2 separate regions of the Pan troglodytes genome follow, and region 2 is linked to region 1. A link is a contact called in public HiChIP or PLAC-seq data. All regions are on one chromosome and are shown on one strand. Each heading gives the region's core, a stretch centred on a gene start, on an enhancer-like site or on the middle of the called end of the contact. The rest is flanking DNA. Distances are from core to core; before and after follow the strand shown.

Region 1 (7,521 bases), core at 1,541-4,040:
TTGGGAAGTGGAGGGGCAAAGTCCTGCATTCCTTTCAAGCTCCCAGTTGATGGTCCTGGACCTCACTACAAGTAACAAGGCTGTAGCTTACCCACCTGTCTGCTCAGCTCTGACACCTGTGGCCTAGAAGGTAAGCTTGGTGGGTTTGTGGCTATGCCAGACCACGCGCGTGTGTGCATATATGTGTGTGTTGTGCACTGTAGGCTCTCTTTCCTGCCATCATGGCTGCAAGGCTGAGGCTCAGGTGCTCATGCAGTGAGTGCAAATGTGCCCCTATGCTGAACAAACTCTCCTTCTACTAGAAGCAAACCCCAGGACATACAACTTCCTCTCCCAGAGTAGCAAGCACCCGGAGAGGCCCAGCCTGCTCCTTGTCTCCTCCTCCTCCTCTGTGGGCCAGGCTGACTCACACCCCACACGAGGGGACTCACCACCTTGAAGTCTTCAGCGCTGCAGACCTCCCCCCGGAAATGGCAGGAGAGCAGCATGTCTCGAATGTCGTGCCCAGCTCGGTCGTAGAACTCACGCATGTTGAAGGGTTTGGGTTTGAAGCTGCGGAAGTTGGCTTTGTCCTGCAGTATCTCCAGCTGCTTTTCATCTGCCATCTGTGTGTCTGGTATCTCATACCTGGGGTCCGGGGGTGAGTGACACACGGGTCAGTACAGCCATCAGTGTCCTGCACCCAACTTGGGTGATGGGGGCAGCCTCCAGCCCTGGGGATCAGTCCCAGGTGTAGGCAAGGAAGGAGAGCTGGGCAGGCAGAGGCTCTACCACATGGGTCTGAAATGACAGGAGGAACTGTAGTGGCTGCCCAGGGGCAGGGCATCCCAGCACATGGGTGAGAGGAAGCATGGATAAGGTGGGCAGAGAGACAAGGCAGGGGCTGTGGCTTTTATACTGTAGTTTCTACCCTTTAAAGATGTTCTGTCCCAATCCCCCAACTGACGAGAAGGTCAAGACAGAGTGGCCAGAATGAGGGTAAAGCTCACTCCAGAGAGGGTGACAATGTCTCATACCTCAGGCTGGGTGGGGGTCGAGCTGTTCTGGACTATGCTGGGATCGGAGGCTGGGTGCCCTTAACTGGGTGCTCAGCAGCACCCTAACTCCTCTGCTGTGAGTGGCAGGTTTGGGGGTGGGGGTGGGTTAAAGGGCAGGGTTGGCTGGGCTCTATGGTGGGTCAGGGAGGCAGACATCCTGACTGGAACTCAAGCGACTCCAGGAGCAGGGCTGAGGGAGGGTGGGAGCCACCCACCTGTTGTTGAGCAGGGCCAGCAGCTCCCCAGCATGATACAGGTCATTCTTGGAGACTTGGCTAAAGCGGAACTCGTTGAGGTTGCACAGCGTGACAGCAGGGAAGGTAAGCTGAGAGGCAGCCACCTCGTCGAGCTTGGTGACATGGTGGTAGTGGAAGTAGTACTGCACACGCTCGGTGCACACACACAGCAGCACAGCCAGCGAGCCCAGGAAGCACAGGGCCCACAGTGCCCGCTTCAGAGACAGCCGCTCGTAGGAGAAGATGTGGGCCAGGCCGTGCAGCGTGGAGCTGCTGGCGAAGGCCTGGATGCTCACCGGCTGGACGCCACCCACCTCCTCCTCCTCGGCCTTCAGTTCCATCCTTGTCGAGGGGATCCTGGGGGAGGAGGGAGGGACAGTCTGTCATTGTCCTGGGATGAAAGTACACATGGAGCCCCTCCACATGTGCCCATCCAGAATCCTCATCTCCAGAGGTCACCATTCCTCGGGCAGAAGACTTCCCTGCTTTGCAAGCCCAGAGGTGGCTGACCAAGGGACACATCCAGGGTTCCTCCAAATACAGAGGCACAGGGGGTCAGGTCAGGCCAAGAGAATGCTCCCCAGAGAAGCTTCCCAGGCCCGGGGAGACCCCAGATATAGTCATCCGAGGTTGAGGGGGAAGTCCCGATGCACCCATAGGCAGGCGCAGGAGTTCCCTCCAGATGTGGGGTCACTCTGGGACAAGAATATCCACCCCATCCTGGAGATGAAAACTCACCCAGATGGGCTGACCCCGGGGTAAGGAGCTCCTGTCCTGGTCACGGGTATTCCCTGGACGGGGCTGTGGTCCTAAGGGCTAAACTGTGGCCAGAAAACCCCCAGGGAGGTGGCTACATCTAGGGAGGGGCCCAGCCTGAGTCCTCACCTGCGGGTGTCTCCAGTTCTCATATAAGCGCAGGCTGTGTGTATGTTGGGAGTGGGGGGTGGCGGGCTGCCCGAGGTGGATGTATGGAGGGGGGGCGCGGTTCCCTATGACAGCGAGCTGTCCCCGCCCCGGACGCAGCCCCCCCCACCCCCAGTCCAGCTTCTCGTCGCAGTCAGATCCCCAGCTCGGCCCCCGCCCCCCTCCCCAGCCACCGAGCCGCCCCAGCAGCAAGGGAAATCCAGAGGGAGGAGAGTCCCGGCTTCGGGGTACCGAGGAGCCTCGCGGCCAAAGGCAGGGGTATCGGAAACCCACCTGAGGGGGCTTCGGCAAGCCGGCAGCCGGCGGCGGGTCCTGGGGCGCTGGACCGGTCGCGGGCTCAGCGCCGAGTCGCGGAGGGGCTCATGGCCCGGGGCCGGAGCCCGCGGCCGCCGCGGCACGCCGCGCAGAGCCCTGCAGGGAGCGGCCCGCCCGGCCCCGCTCGGCTCCGATCTGTCCGCCCGCCCGCGCGCGCTGGCTCTCTGGCTCGCTCGCCTCGGCTCGGTCTGCCCGGGCTCGGTGCGGTGCGCGGTGCTCTCAGCCCTGGGATCTGCAGGGATCCATCGTCCGGCCGGGAGGCGGCGGGAGGGGAGGGGGAGGGGAGGGGGAGGGGAGAGGGTGCGCGTGCGCGCCTACGAGTGTCTGCGAGGCTGTCTCTGGGCCGGTGTGCGCGCGGGGCCCCGGACCCGGGAGCGGGACCCAGGGCTCCCCGCGCCGCCTCGCCCCTCCTCGCGGCCGCTTTCGGCGGCGCTGCCTCTCTCCAGTCCCGGAGCCGTCTCCCTGCCTGCGAGGCCCTATGGCTTGTGTGTGTGACTCTGTGTGTGGTGTGTGTGCGCGCGCGCGTGTGTGCGCGCAGGAGGGAGGGTGTCTGCCCCTAGCGTCCCCCTCCCCGCGCTGTCTCCTTCGGATCGATGCTCCTGCCTCTTGCTGCTGCTTCCTCTGGTGGCACACACGCGCGTACACACACACATACACACACACACACGCTCCGAGTCACACTTGACTAATTCAAGCACTTAGCCCATATGGAGACAGACACACATACCGACCAGAGTCACACCACACCATTCACAACCACACCCCCACCCCAACAGATGTCCACGTATCCCGGGGGCCTGACCCACATGGCAAGCACTCACCTGCTCTTATCCCTGCTCCCACCTACATGTGACACATATACACGTGCACATATGTGAGCCAACACGCAGCCTTGACCACTCAGATCCCATCCTTGTAGCTTTGGGCTTGTGGGGGGCATGGTCGCAACCCCTTACTGCCAAATCTCCAAAGAAGGAGCAGAGAAAAGGAAGGAAAAATAGCCAGAGGTCAAGGGAATTTGGACAGAAGGAAGGGGGCAAAGGGAGTGAAGGGGACAGGGTGAGGAAGGGTTGGAACGGGGAGCTATGCTCAGGGATGGAGCAGAAGTCTCAGCACAGAACCCAGGCCTGGGGGCTGCTCCTGTGGCTCTCACCTTTCTCCTTCCCTGCCTCCCTCCTCTTCTCTGAGAGGCCTTGGGGAGGGGGGCCCTCCCTATCCAATTAACAGAGAAGGAGCAATCAAGGGGAAGTTGTTAATTTGCTGATGCTCATTAGGGGCTCTTAGCACAGAGGCTGTTGAGGTCTGATGGTGTCAGATGATGAGGAGGAGGGTGCGGGGGACCAGAATTCTGTCTCTAGTGGCTCCTTCGCTCTACTTGCAGGCTGGTGCGGCTCGGGGAGAAGGATGGTGAGAGGTGTATTCCTAGGACATGGTGCCGGGCTTTAAGTTAGAAGAAAACCTGTAACGAGAAGGGGATGGCACACTGGAAAGAAGTTGGATGAGAAGTTGGGAGTAGTGGACATGTAGGAAACCAGAGAAGGGGTCTAGAGGTCCCTAGTGGGAGAGTGGACTTAAGACTGTGGAGGAGGGAGGTCGAGATCCATTTACTAGGGGACTGGACACGGAGCTGCCAAAAGGAAGGGAGGATCTTCCATTCAGGTGTTGGGTTGGGGAGCTGTTCAGCGGTACCAGGCAGTGCTGGAGGGTTGCTATGCCCCCGGGCAGCCACTGGGTGGCAGCCCTCTCCCAGATACTTAGAATCAACTTGTGGGGGGCATTTGAGAGTGGGAAATCACCTGGGAGGGTCCCAGAGACCTGAGGAAGCATCAGGCAGAGTCTGATTCCTGAATTCCAAATATCCTCAGGGGGAGGGGAACACTATCTTGGAGCATCTGTAATTTCCCCACCTCCCCGCGGCTCGCAGGCTGACTGACACGTGGAGCCTCTTCAAATGGCTGCAATTGCTTCAGTCACCTGGGATGTTACTGAGGGAGCAGCGGGGGTGGAGGGAAGGTGATGAGGTGAGGTGGAGGCAGGCGAGGACTGATTGAGGCCAAGGAGCAGCCTCAGGAGGAGTCTGGGGGAAGACAGAAGGTATGAATCAGGAGAATCAGCTTCCAGACCTGGCCCTGCCATTCATTAGCATAGGCAGGCCCCTTGACCTCTCTGGGCCTCGGTTTCCTCATCTGTAAGGCAGAGATAATATTTATTTCACAGGATTTTTCGAGGATTACATGAGCTAATGCATGGAAAGTGCTTAGTACATTGGCATGTACCTAGTAAATCCCAATAAGTAAATAACTATTATTAGTATTAGCATTTGGATCTAGTGGTAAAACCACCAGTGCAGCCAAACCAGGGCAGAATCTGAGGCACTGGTTCTTAACCCAGGCTGCACATTCGAATCACCTGGCGAGCTTTTAAAACTGCAATGCCAGCTGGGCACGTTGGCTCACTCCTGTAATCCCAGCACTTTGGGAGGCTGAGGAGGGTGGATCACCTGAGGTCAGGAGTTTGAGACCAACCTGGCCAACATGGTGAAACCCATCTCTACTAAAAATACAAAAAGTAGCTGGGCGTGGTGGCGGGCACCTGTAATCCCAGCTACTCGAGAGGCTGAGGCAAGAGAATCATTTGAACCCGGGAGGCGGAGGTTGCAGTGAGCCAAGATTGTGCTATTGCACTCTAGCCGGGGCGACAAGAGCGAAACTCCATTTCAAAAAATAAAAATAATAAGATAAAACTGCAATGCCAGCCAGGCGTGGTGGCTCACGCCTGCAATCCCAGCACTTTGGGAGGCCGAGGTGAGTGGATCACCTGAGGTCAGGAGACCAACCTGGCCAACATGGTGAAACCCTGCCTCCACAGAAAATACAAAAATTAGCCAGGTGTGGTGGCACGCACCTGTAATCCCAGCTACTCAGGAGTCTGAGGCAGAAGTGCTTGAACCCGGGAGACAGAGGTTGCAGTGATCGGAGATCGTGCCACTGCACTCTAGCCTGGGCAACAGAGCGAGACTCTGTCTCAGAAAAAAAAAAAAAAACTGCAATGCCAGGGCTCCACTTTAGACCAGTTAAATCAGAATCTCTGGGGCTGTGGTGCGATCTTGGCTCACTGCAAGCTCAGTCTCCTGGGTTCACGCCATTCTCCTGCCTCAGCCTCCCAAGTAGCTGGGACTACAGGCACCCGCCACTACGCCTGGCAAAGTTTTTTGTATTTTTAGTAGAGACCGGGTTTCACCGTGTTAGCCAGGATGGTCTCGATCTCCTGACCTTGTGATCCACCCGTCTCAGCCTCCCAAAGTGCTGGGATTACAGGCGTGAGCCACCACACCTGGCCTTTTTTTTTTTCTTTTCTTTTTTAAGTTGGGGTCTCACCCTGTCGCCCAGGCTGGAGTGCAACGGCACAATCTCGGCTCACTGCAACCTCCGCCTCCCCGGTTCAAGAGGTTCTTCTGCCTCAGCCTCCCGAGTAGCTGGGATTACAGGCGCACACCACGACGCCTGGCTAATTTTTTGTATCTTTTGTAGAGCTGGGGGTTTCACCATGTAGGCTTGAACTCCCGACCTCAGGTGATCCACCCACCTTGGCCTCCCAAAATGCTAGGATTACAGGCATGAGCCACTGCGCCCGGACAATCGCCCAACTCTTTGAGGCCTTTAACATATAGCCAATCTTGAGCAACCTTGCTCTTCAGAACCTATGGGTCTGAATTATGGTTTCATAGTGTCACAGGCCCCAGTCTTAGGAAGTTCTTTCTTATATACAACCTAAATCCCTCATGCTGTTGTTTCTTCTTTGTTTGAGAAGTGATGGGTCCTTGCACACACACATCCCCTCATCCCTACCCTGTACATCGCAGCAAACCTTCACCGAGGGTTTTCCTGGATCAAGCCCCAAGATTGACCCTGTGGACATGGTGAGGATTGGCGGAGTCCTTGCCCTCAAAATATCCCAGTGTGGAAAGAGAGACAAACATGTTGACTTGTGACTCTAGTGCAAGGGCCAGGAGTGAAATAGAAGGCTGAGCCAGGGCTGCCAGCAGAGAGAAGCAGGGGGGCAGTCACTCTGACAGGGGTTTGTGGGACAAGGATGAGGAAAAGAGGAAGTTGGTGTTGGCAGGGCCTTAGTAAGATAACACTTGAGGGATCCAAGGGCTGTGATTAGTGTCTCATTACTTCTTTCTGCTTCTCTGGCCCACCCACCCCTTGTCCAAGTCCTGACAGAGGATACTGGCTCCTTCAGCATCCTCCCAGCTTCTTCTCCATGCTTCGTTTTCTCTGGCCCCTGCAGTCCTTAGACCTCAGTACCCTTTATCCCCACCACGGACTGAGAGGGAAACAGGCGTGAAGATATTTCTCCTTCTGCTGGCAGGAGGCATCTAGCCAGGGCCCACTTAGGACTTTGGCCTTGTGCTCACCTAGGTTCAAATCTCAGCTCTGTCACACCAGTGCTGTGTGGCCCTGGGCAAGTAACCTAGCCTGAGTCTCACTTTTCTCCAGAAACCATAAAACCTAGCTAATGCCCATGCTGTTGAAACAATGTGTGTCTAGCAAACAGTAGGGGGTGTTCCATCAATAGTGGCAAGCATTATGATCATCCCTGAAAGGCTGATGGGGGCAAATTCCCCATGGATGCTTCCCTTGCAGATGGCCCCATCTGCTTTAGGTGCAGAAGCGCCCTCCAGCCTCTCAGAGATGGGTGAAGAGGGAGGGTAAAGAGGGGGACAAGACCCCCTGGGATTTCCAGGCAGCTCTTCTCCGCTCCCCCGTGCGTGAAATCACACGCGCCCCAATCTGTCTGCATCCACTTCATCTGCCGGCTCAGCAAATGCAGAGACAATTAAGGAGTTAATTAGCACGCATTGGGAAGGGACTGGGGACCTAAGGCTGATGGGACCCAGCAACACGGCCTCCCCACCCTCCATACTCAACGTTGTCCCCCCACCACCTGCCAACCCATAACCCTCATCTTTTCCACTGCTTTCTCTTTTTACCAGTCCAAACACT
Region 2 (7,521 bases), core at 1,992-4,491, 210 kb after region 1:
GAAGAAAATTATTCCAATCATAAGCAGAAGATTCTGTCTCTTATTAAACACCAGTCAAAACAAGTTTTGTCCTGTCGGCAATAACACAGTAACTCAATAGCACAGCATATATAATTATAAATGCGCCATGCATTCTTTTATTTCTTGATGGGAATTGTACAATACACAATTTATCAGAATCCCTATGTTTAAATTCTTTTGCTGACTTGACACAAATTACTGCTATCAGTGCAGATGATAAAAATTTTATAATGCACCATTCATAATGAGGTTTTCAACGACAAATTGGCTAATGAATACAGTCCATTTGAAGAGTAGATCTAAGATTATTTCTTGCACAAGAAAATTTGAAATGCTCTGAAATCTTCCAGCTAATAAATGAAAGAAATTTAATCAAAGTTCTCCCCCAATTTGATAACAAACCAAAAAATTTACATGACTTTGCCAATAACAACTTTGAACTTGAAAGAAACTTTTATAACTGCCACAAATAATAAAAGACAAATTTGATCCACCAGGCTAAGAAAAGACTGAATTACCTTCCTGGTCTCTCTCTAAAATGATATTATCAAGTGATTGTCATGTGAAGAAGCAATCAAAGAGTATGCAGCCAAAAATGTAAGAAAAAAAGTAATATTCAAGTGTGACTAGCATTTAGTCAATCAAACTATTATAGAATTTTTTTTTTTTTTTTTTTTGAGACGGAGTCTCGCTGTCGCCCAGGCTGGCGTGCAGTGGCACTAGCTCGGCTCACTGCAGGCTCCGCCCCCTGGGGTTCACGCCATTCTCTTGCCTCAGCCTCCCGAGTAGCTGGGACTACAGGCGACCGCCAACTCGCCCGGCTAATTTTTTGTATTTTTAGTAGAGACGGGGTTTCACCGTGTTAGCCAGGATGGTCTCGATCTCCTAACCTCGTGATCCGCCCGCCTCGGCCTCCCAAAGTGCTGGGATTACAGGTGTGAGCCACCGCGCCCAGCCTATAGAAAATTTGTTGTGATGCTTGTAGTAGTCAGCTTTTCAAAATTTGTAATTTGTTGTGATTTCTCATTATAAATAAATATTCACTTTTATACCTGTCTTTATATTTGTAAGTTGGTGGGAGTTTTTCCTTAAAGAGGGCGCCCCTTCTTCCCCTTTCCCTTGGAATTATATATGCATCTCACTCCATAAAACCTGGCTGACCAAAGTGCAGAGTGAGCTCTTAGGTGCTGCTACAGCTATTTAAGGTGCTGGGGCTGGTATTGTCAAGTATTGTCAAGACACCTGTGCTGTTCAGGCTCTGAAAAGTGGTCATAGGTTAGAAAAGTCACCAGAGTGGATCAAATTAAAACACCTCTTTATGAGGTCACCTCTCAGGCATTTTAGATTACCAGTAATGTTACCAGGGCCTATCTTTGCTTCTGGAGGAACCCCAGGGTCAGGAGTTCTTGCCATTCACTGTCCTGGAAGCAAGGTGATTCCAGCTCCTTGAAAATTGTTAATTATTTGTGCTAGCGTCATCTAGTGACAAAAAGAGGTAAGTTCAGCTCAGCTCACCAAAATTTGTCAAAACGGTGCAGCTTTTTCTCCTTTTCTGTAATTGTGCAGAATACTGTGGTTTACTAAATTCCAGAGTGACTTTTATTAACTTATGTCCTCAAATAAGTGAAACTAGAGAAACAGCAGGCCAGATAGAGATGAAAATATAAAGTAAAGGCTGGGCGTGGTGGCTCTCGCCTGTAATCCCAACACTTTGGGAGGCTGAGGTGGGCAGATCACGAGGTCAGGAGTTCGAGACCAGACTGGCCAACATAGTGAAACCCCGTCTCTACTAAAAAATACAAAAACTTAGCCAGGAATGGTGGCGGGTGCCTGTAATTCCAGCTACTTGAGAGGCTGAGGCAGGAGAATCACTTGAACCTGGGAGGCAAAGGTTGCAGTGAGCCGAGATCGTGCCATTGCACTCCAGCCCAGGCAATAGTGTGAGACTCCATCTCAAAAAAAGGAGAAAAGAAAAAGAAAATATACAGTAAAAACTGAGAGGAAAGCAGCGCTTATTTTAACTCCTGATGGTACTGTTTGCAGGAGTCATGCTCCAGTGCCTTATAAGAAGTTTACCGAACTGCCAGCCTCATGGAGCAGGATACCCCTTTAAGATGGGTGGGCCAGGTGCAGGGGTGGGGTTGGGGGTCCTGCACAACTCTGCTGATGCTTGGTTGACCCTGACGGATATTCTGGGCCATCCTGGCTTTTGACTGGAACCTGCTACCTAGGTTGACCCTTCAGTTCCTCTCCTTATCAGCTCTGTTATTTCCAATCTCTGAGTCACATCTTGCCCAACTCCATTTCACTATGTCTCCTTCAGTTGGCATCCTTTCTCCCTTCCATTTAAAGTTTCCCCAAACAGATCTGGCCTTATTGTATCCTCTATTGAGTTTTCATTCAACAACATTTGTTGAGCATCTTTGTGCCAGGCCCATGTTAAGTATAGGAGACTCAAGGCTGAGAATAACACAGCGTTGCAAGCACATCCTCTGGATCCAAACTACCTGGGTTCGAATCCTAGTACCATCATTTCTAACTGTGGGATCTTGGACAAGTTACTTTGTTGTACTCCAGTGTCCTCATCTATATAAAAAGAATAATAATACGGTCATTTTCTCACGGGGTGAGAGGATTGACTAAGGAGCTTACAAGGGTGTCTGGTGCCTGGTAAGCACTCTTTAAGTGCTGGCTCTTAAGGCACGGTCCTTGCCTCTCAAGGAGCTCATGGTCTACAGTTGCCCCTGGGGGACAGGGCTCAGTCGGCTGGCTTCGCAAGTGACCTGCACCTCCTGGCTACCCTTTCCTGAACCGGGTGGAAGTTTTTGAGTCACAGATTCACTGTATGACCCCAGACAAATAAGTTCTCTCGGTCTCACTTTTTGCATTTATAAAGAAAGGAAATTGGACTAAAATTGATTTCCAAGATCCCAACAAACTAGTATACTTGTTCTGGGTCAAGTAGCCCAAGTTTCAAACTATGTCAGCTTGGCCAAGACACTTAGCCCTCAGAAGTTTGTTTCATCCCTGTAAAACGTGGATGATATTGCTAATCCCCTCCCAGTGTTGTGATGAGGGTTCAATAATACAAGGCAAGCCCCAGGCGCTAGCCGGCTCCAGGTATACAGCGAGAGGAAATCAGGACAGCTTTTCTGATTCACCGCAGAATTCTAGCCACCCGCCCTAGCCGTTCGGCGCACGCGCGCTGGCACCACCACCGCCCACGCCGACAGCAGGTTCCCGGCTTCCGGTTCCGCCACGGCCCAGAGGCGGTGTTGAGGCTAATGGCGGTGCCCACGGAACTGGATGGAGGGAGTGTTAAGGAGACCGCAGCGGAAGAGGAATCGCGAGTTCTGGAACCTGGCGCCGCCCCGTTCGGAAATTTTCCTCATTATTCTCGCTTCCACCCTCCGGAGCAACGGCTCCGCCTCCTGCCCCCGGAGCTGCTTCGACAGCTCTTTCCTGAGAGTCCCGAGAACGGGCCGATTCTGGGGCTCGACGTGGGGTGTAACTCCGGGGTGAGTGACAGGGGAGGGATTGGAGCATCCGGAGCCAAGTGGTTGGCTGCCTACACATCCACTGTGGTTTTGGCCTGGGCTAACACCCATCGAAACTTTCCCAAAACGAGTATAAAGCGTGGCTTTGACTGAGCCAGTGCCGCTGCTGCCTGCCCGCCAGGGTTCCACCATCTGTCTTAGGAATCTCTCTTGGAGAGGAGTCCTTGTCGACTACGTTCCCACTTTTCTTTCAGGGCCAGACCCCAGGTGGGAACGGTCCTTGTATCTAGGGTGGCCTCTGTCCAGCGTGCCTGGCGCTTTGGCTGGGGAGATGGGGCTTCCAGAGACACACGTTTGGGAACATGGGGTTAGGTTTGGTTTACTGGGAGAGAAGAGCCAAGGGTGACAGAATCATGCCTGATATTAAGACCCATGTGTGCTATACAGTGCAGGACAGACCCTGGGACCTGCATGTTTATTTCAAAAAAAGTGAGTAGGCCGGGCGCGGTGGCTCACGCCTGTAATCCCAGCACTTTCGGAGGCCGAGGCGGGTGGATCACAAGGTCAGGAGATCGAGACCATCCTGGCTAACACGGTGAAACCCTGTCTCTACTAAAAATACAAAAAATTAGCCGGTCTTGGTGGCGGGCGCCTGTAGTCCAGCTACTCCGGAGGCTGAGGCAGGAGAATGGCGTGAACCCGGGAGGCGGAGCTTGCAGTGAGCCGAGCTAGTGCCACTGCACTCCAGCCTGGGCGACAGAGCGAGACTCCGTCTCAAAAACAAAACAAAACAGTGAGTTGATAGAGTACAGTGGAGAGGATCGAGAAGCAAATAAAGCATTTTGCCCAAGGGAATGGAGAAGGGTGGCACTGCCACTCTTCTTGCTGCAAACTATTCTTAGGCATATGATTATAATCAAACCACATGCAAAATAAGGAAATGTCTCTCCCACACCTATTTGTAGCCACTGGGATATTCTACACTAGCAGGCAGTCTGAACTTACCATGGCAAATGCTTCAAAAGTTAGTACCCTCTCTGCGCTCCCTGCATCACTCCAGTCCAGCATCTGGAGGGCGGGGGACAATTGTTACGTTGCTGTCCTTTTACAGAAGAGACTTTGGGGGACGACTTCAGACCTTGTGGGACTCAGCTGATAGTAGGAAGGGGACATTTGGATACAGTCTCAAAGACTGGAATGAGGAGATGGGTTGATGTCCTGTGTCCCCTGCAAAATTTCTCCGCTGTGATGATACGGGAAGTCAGAGGGTAAAAACAATGGAAAAGAGAGACTGAGGTTAAGGCTTGGGATTTCACGAAAGGCATTAGGAAACCACCAGAGATTTTAAAGTTGAGAGTAGTATACACATGAGAGGTAAAGACATAGTTGGCAGCTAACTAGGGTAGTGGTTCCCAAACCTGGCTGTACGTTTATGGAGCTTTCTGTTTTGCAGTTTTTAAAAAATGCTTTTTCTTGTGGATCTTTGTAGTCAGGAAAGGGGAAAAAAAATGCTTGCACTTGATGAAACAAAAAAATTCAAACTACAAAGGGGTATATAGTAAAAAGTAAGTCTCTACTCCCAACCCTAAATCCTCCTTTTCCCCCACACAGTGGCACTACTGTTCATAATTTCTTAGGTATCAGTCTTGTGTGTATACCAGCATTTATGTACATATAAGTACCCCCCTTTTAGTTTTACAAATGGTAACACACTATTAGTAGCTTTTAATTCTGAGATTATTTATATCACCGCATTCTTTTTTTAGCAGCTTCCTAATGTTTCATTGGATAGATGTACCATAATTTATGGGTGCTTTTTTTTTCAATTTTAAAAACTCTTTTCCCAGCCTGGGCAACATGGCAAAACCCCATCTCTAAAAAAAATTAGCCAGGTGTGGTGGTGGGCATCTGTAGTCCCAGCTACTTAGAGAGCTGAGGAAGGAGGATCGCTTGAACCCAGGAGGTCGAGGCTGCAGTGAGCCTTGATTGTGCCACATACCCCAGCCTGGGTGACGAAGTGAGACCCTGTCTCAAATAAAACAACAACAAAAAACCCAAAAAACTGCTGGGTGCAGTGGCTGACGCCTGTAATCCCAGCATTTTCAGAGACTGACGCTGGTGGATTGCTTGAGCTCGGGAGTTTGAGATCAGCCTGGGCAACATGGCAAAATCTCATCCCTACCAAAAATACAAAAATTAGCTGGGCATGGTGGTGTGCACCTGTGGTTCCAGCTACTCATAAGGCTGAAGTAGGAGGATCTCTGGAGCCTGGGAAGTCAAGGTTGCAGTGATCACACCACTGTACTCCAGCCTGGGAAACAGAGTAAGATCCTGTCTCAAAAATAAATAAATAATAAACATTTTCAGCACCCCACAACTTCCCCTATATGCCTTTTCCTGTTCATAAACCTCTATCTCTACCCAGAGGTAACAACTAGCCTTCTGTTGTTTCCTTGCTTTTCTTTATAGTGTACTGTTTTTCTTCCCTGAATGATGTACTTTAATTTCACCCATTTTTGAGCTTCATGTAAATGGATGCTTGTCATATATTTTCTGTTATGGCTTGCTTTTTTTCTCAACATTATGTATTTGTGAGAATCATCCATGTTGTGCACCAAGCTGGGTGCCTTCATTTTTTAACTGCTATTTAGTATTCTATCTTCATGATTATACCACATTTATTTGTCCATGCCACTATCATTGGACATCTGGGTGGTTTCCATTGTGCATTTTCTTCACCTGCAGAAAAGGCATAAATAAATATTTTCCTCACATGCTTGTTACACCAAGCAAATAAAGTAGTAAACAGAAAAATGCCTTGAAAATACTATGTGGAAAAACACAAATTTGAGTTAGTTATAATGGTTATAGAAATCAAAGAGGCCAGGTGCAGTGGCTCATTCCTATAGTCCCAGCACTTTGGGAGGCCGAGGCAGGTGGATCACTTGAGGTCAGTTAAAGACCAGCCTGGCCAACATGGTGAAACCCTGTCTCTACTAAAAATACAAAAATTAGCTGAGTGTGGTGATGCATGCCTGTAATCCCAGCTACTTAGGAGGCTGAGGCAGGAGAATCGCTTGAACCTGGAAGGCAGAGGTTGCTGAGATCACACCATTGCACTCCAGCCTGGCTGACAGAACCAGACTTTGTCTCAAAAAAAAAAGAATTCAAAGTTAGAGAAAGGAGATGGTGACTTAAGAGTAAAAAAGGTGCTAATGTGGTAAAAATCACAAATCATTGGACTTGTCTAGAAGGTTGTTAGCAGTGACTTTTAGCAATGATGGTTATAGAAGCAGAATGTCTCAGAAGGAGGTGGTGAATCCTAAGACAGTAAAATTGAAGCTTTAGTGAAGGCTGAATGAGGACTTTGGAATCCAGACTTCCCCCACCGCGGGTCTGAGAAGCAGGTTTTTGTAAGATTGTGCTTGCTGTATTCCTCACTTTCCTGGTAAGAGACACTGGTTATGCCTCTGGACCCCTTTCCTCCGCCCTGGGGTCTTGAGATACCCAGAAAAAGAGTGAGTTTATCAGCATATTACCTAAGCTGGGAAATACTGCTGTAGGCTCCTTTGCTGCATCCATTTGGCTGTAACTTTCAGCTATATAACCCAATCTATCATCAGTGTCAGGAAAATATGGGGATGATGCATTACAGCATGTGACCCCTGGAGGGCACTGAGAGCCTACTCTGTAGAAAATTTTTGCACAACCTCTTTAGGTTATGGTTTAGGAACCTCACATCCTATACAGCCAGAGGTAAGTGGCATTCTCAGTGGGAGAATGATACAGATTTCTCTTCCATTCACTGATTGAGAACTGCAGTGACAAAGCTGTTTTGGATTCCTCTAGGATCTGAGTGTGGCTCTATACAAACACTTCCTCTCCCTACCTGACGGGGAGACCTGCTCAGATGCCTCAAGAGAATTCCGTCTCCTCTGCTGCGACATAGATCCAGTCCTGGTGAAGCGAGCCGAAAAAGAATGTCCTTTTCCTGATGCCTTGA

Evidence for each region. HiChIP or PLAC-seq counts read pairs in DNA pulled down with a chosen protein or histone mark.
Region 2: a contact with region 1 is called in an H3K4me3 HiChIP or PLAC-seq map of stem cell-derived excitatory neurons, with 15 times the contacts expected there. The contact joins the promoter of BCDIN3D here to the promoter of ASIC1 in region 1. A contact is called at or near these places in 1 of 7 Hi-C or Micro-C datasets (blood) and 1 of 1 datasets of contacts at active chromatin or transcription factors (stem cell-derived excitatory neurons).

Annotation. Positions count from the first base shown.
Region 1 is chr10:45,811,657-45,819,177 of NHGRI_mPanTro3-v2.0_pri, forward strand. It overlaps ASIC1 (acid sensing ion channel subunit 1), which reads right to left and starts at 2,791. Exons shown (of 13, transcript XM_016923434.4): 1 at 2,471-2,791; 2 at 1,253-1,630; 3 at 432-627. The coding sequence starts at 1,614.
Region 2 is chr10:46,022,140-46,029,660 of NHGRI_mPanTro3-v2.0_pri, forward strand. BCDIN3D (BCDIN3 domain containing RNA methyltransferase) reads left to right here and starts at 3,242. Exons shown (of 2, transcript XM_001157619.8): 1 at 3,242-3,539; 2 at 7,368-7,521. The coding sequence starts at 3,306. LOC129136637 (a long non-coding RNA gene) reads right to left here and starts at 4,611. Exons shown (of 3, transcript XR_008538460.2): 1 at 4,524-4,611. It overlaps LOC134807563 (a long non-coding RNA gene), which reads right to left. Exons shown (of 3, transcript XR_010148309.1): 3 at 5,238-7,521.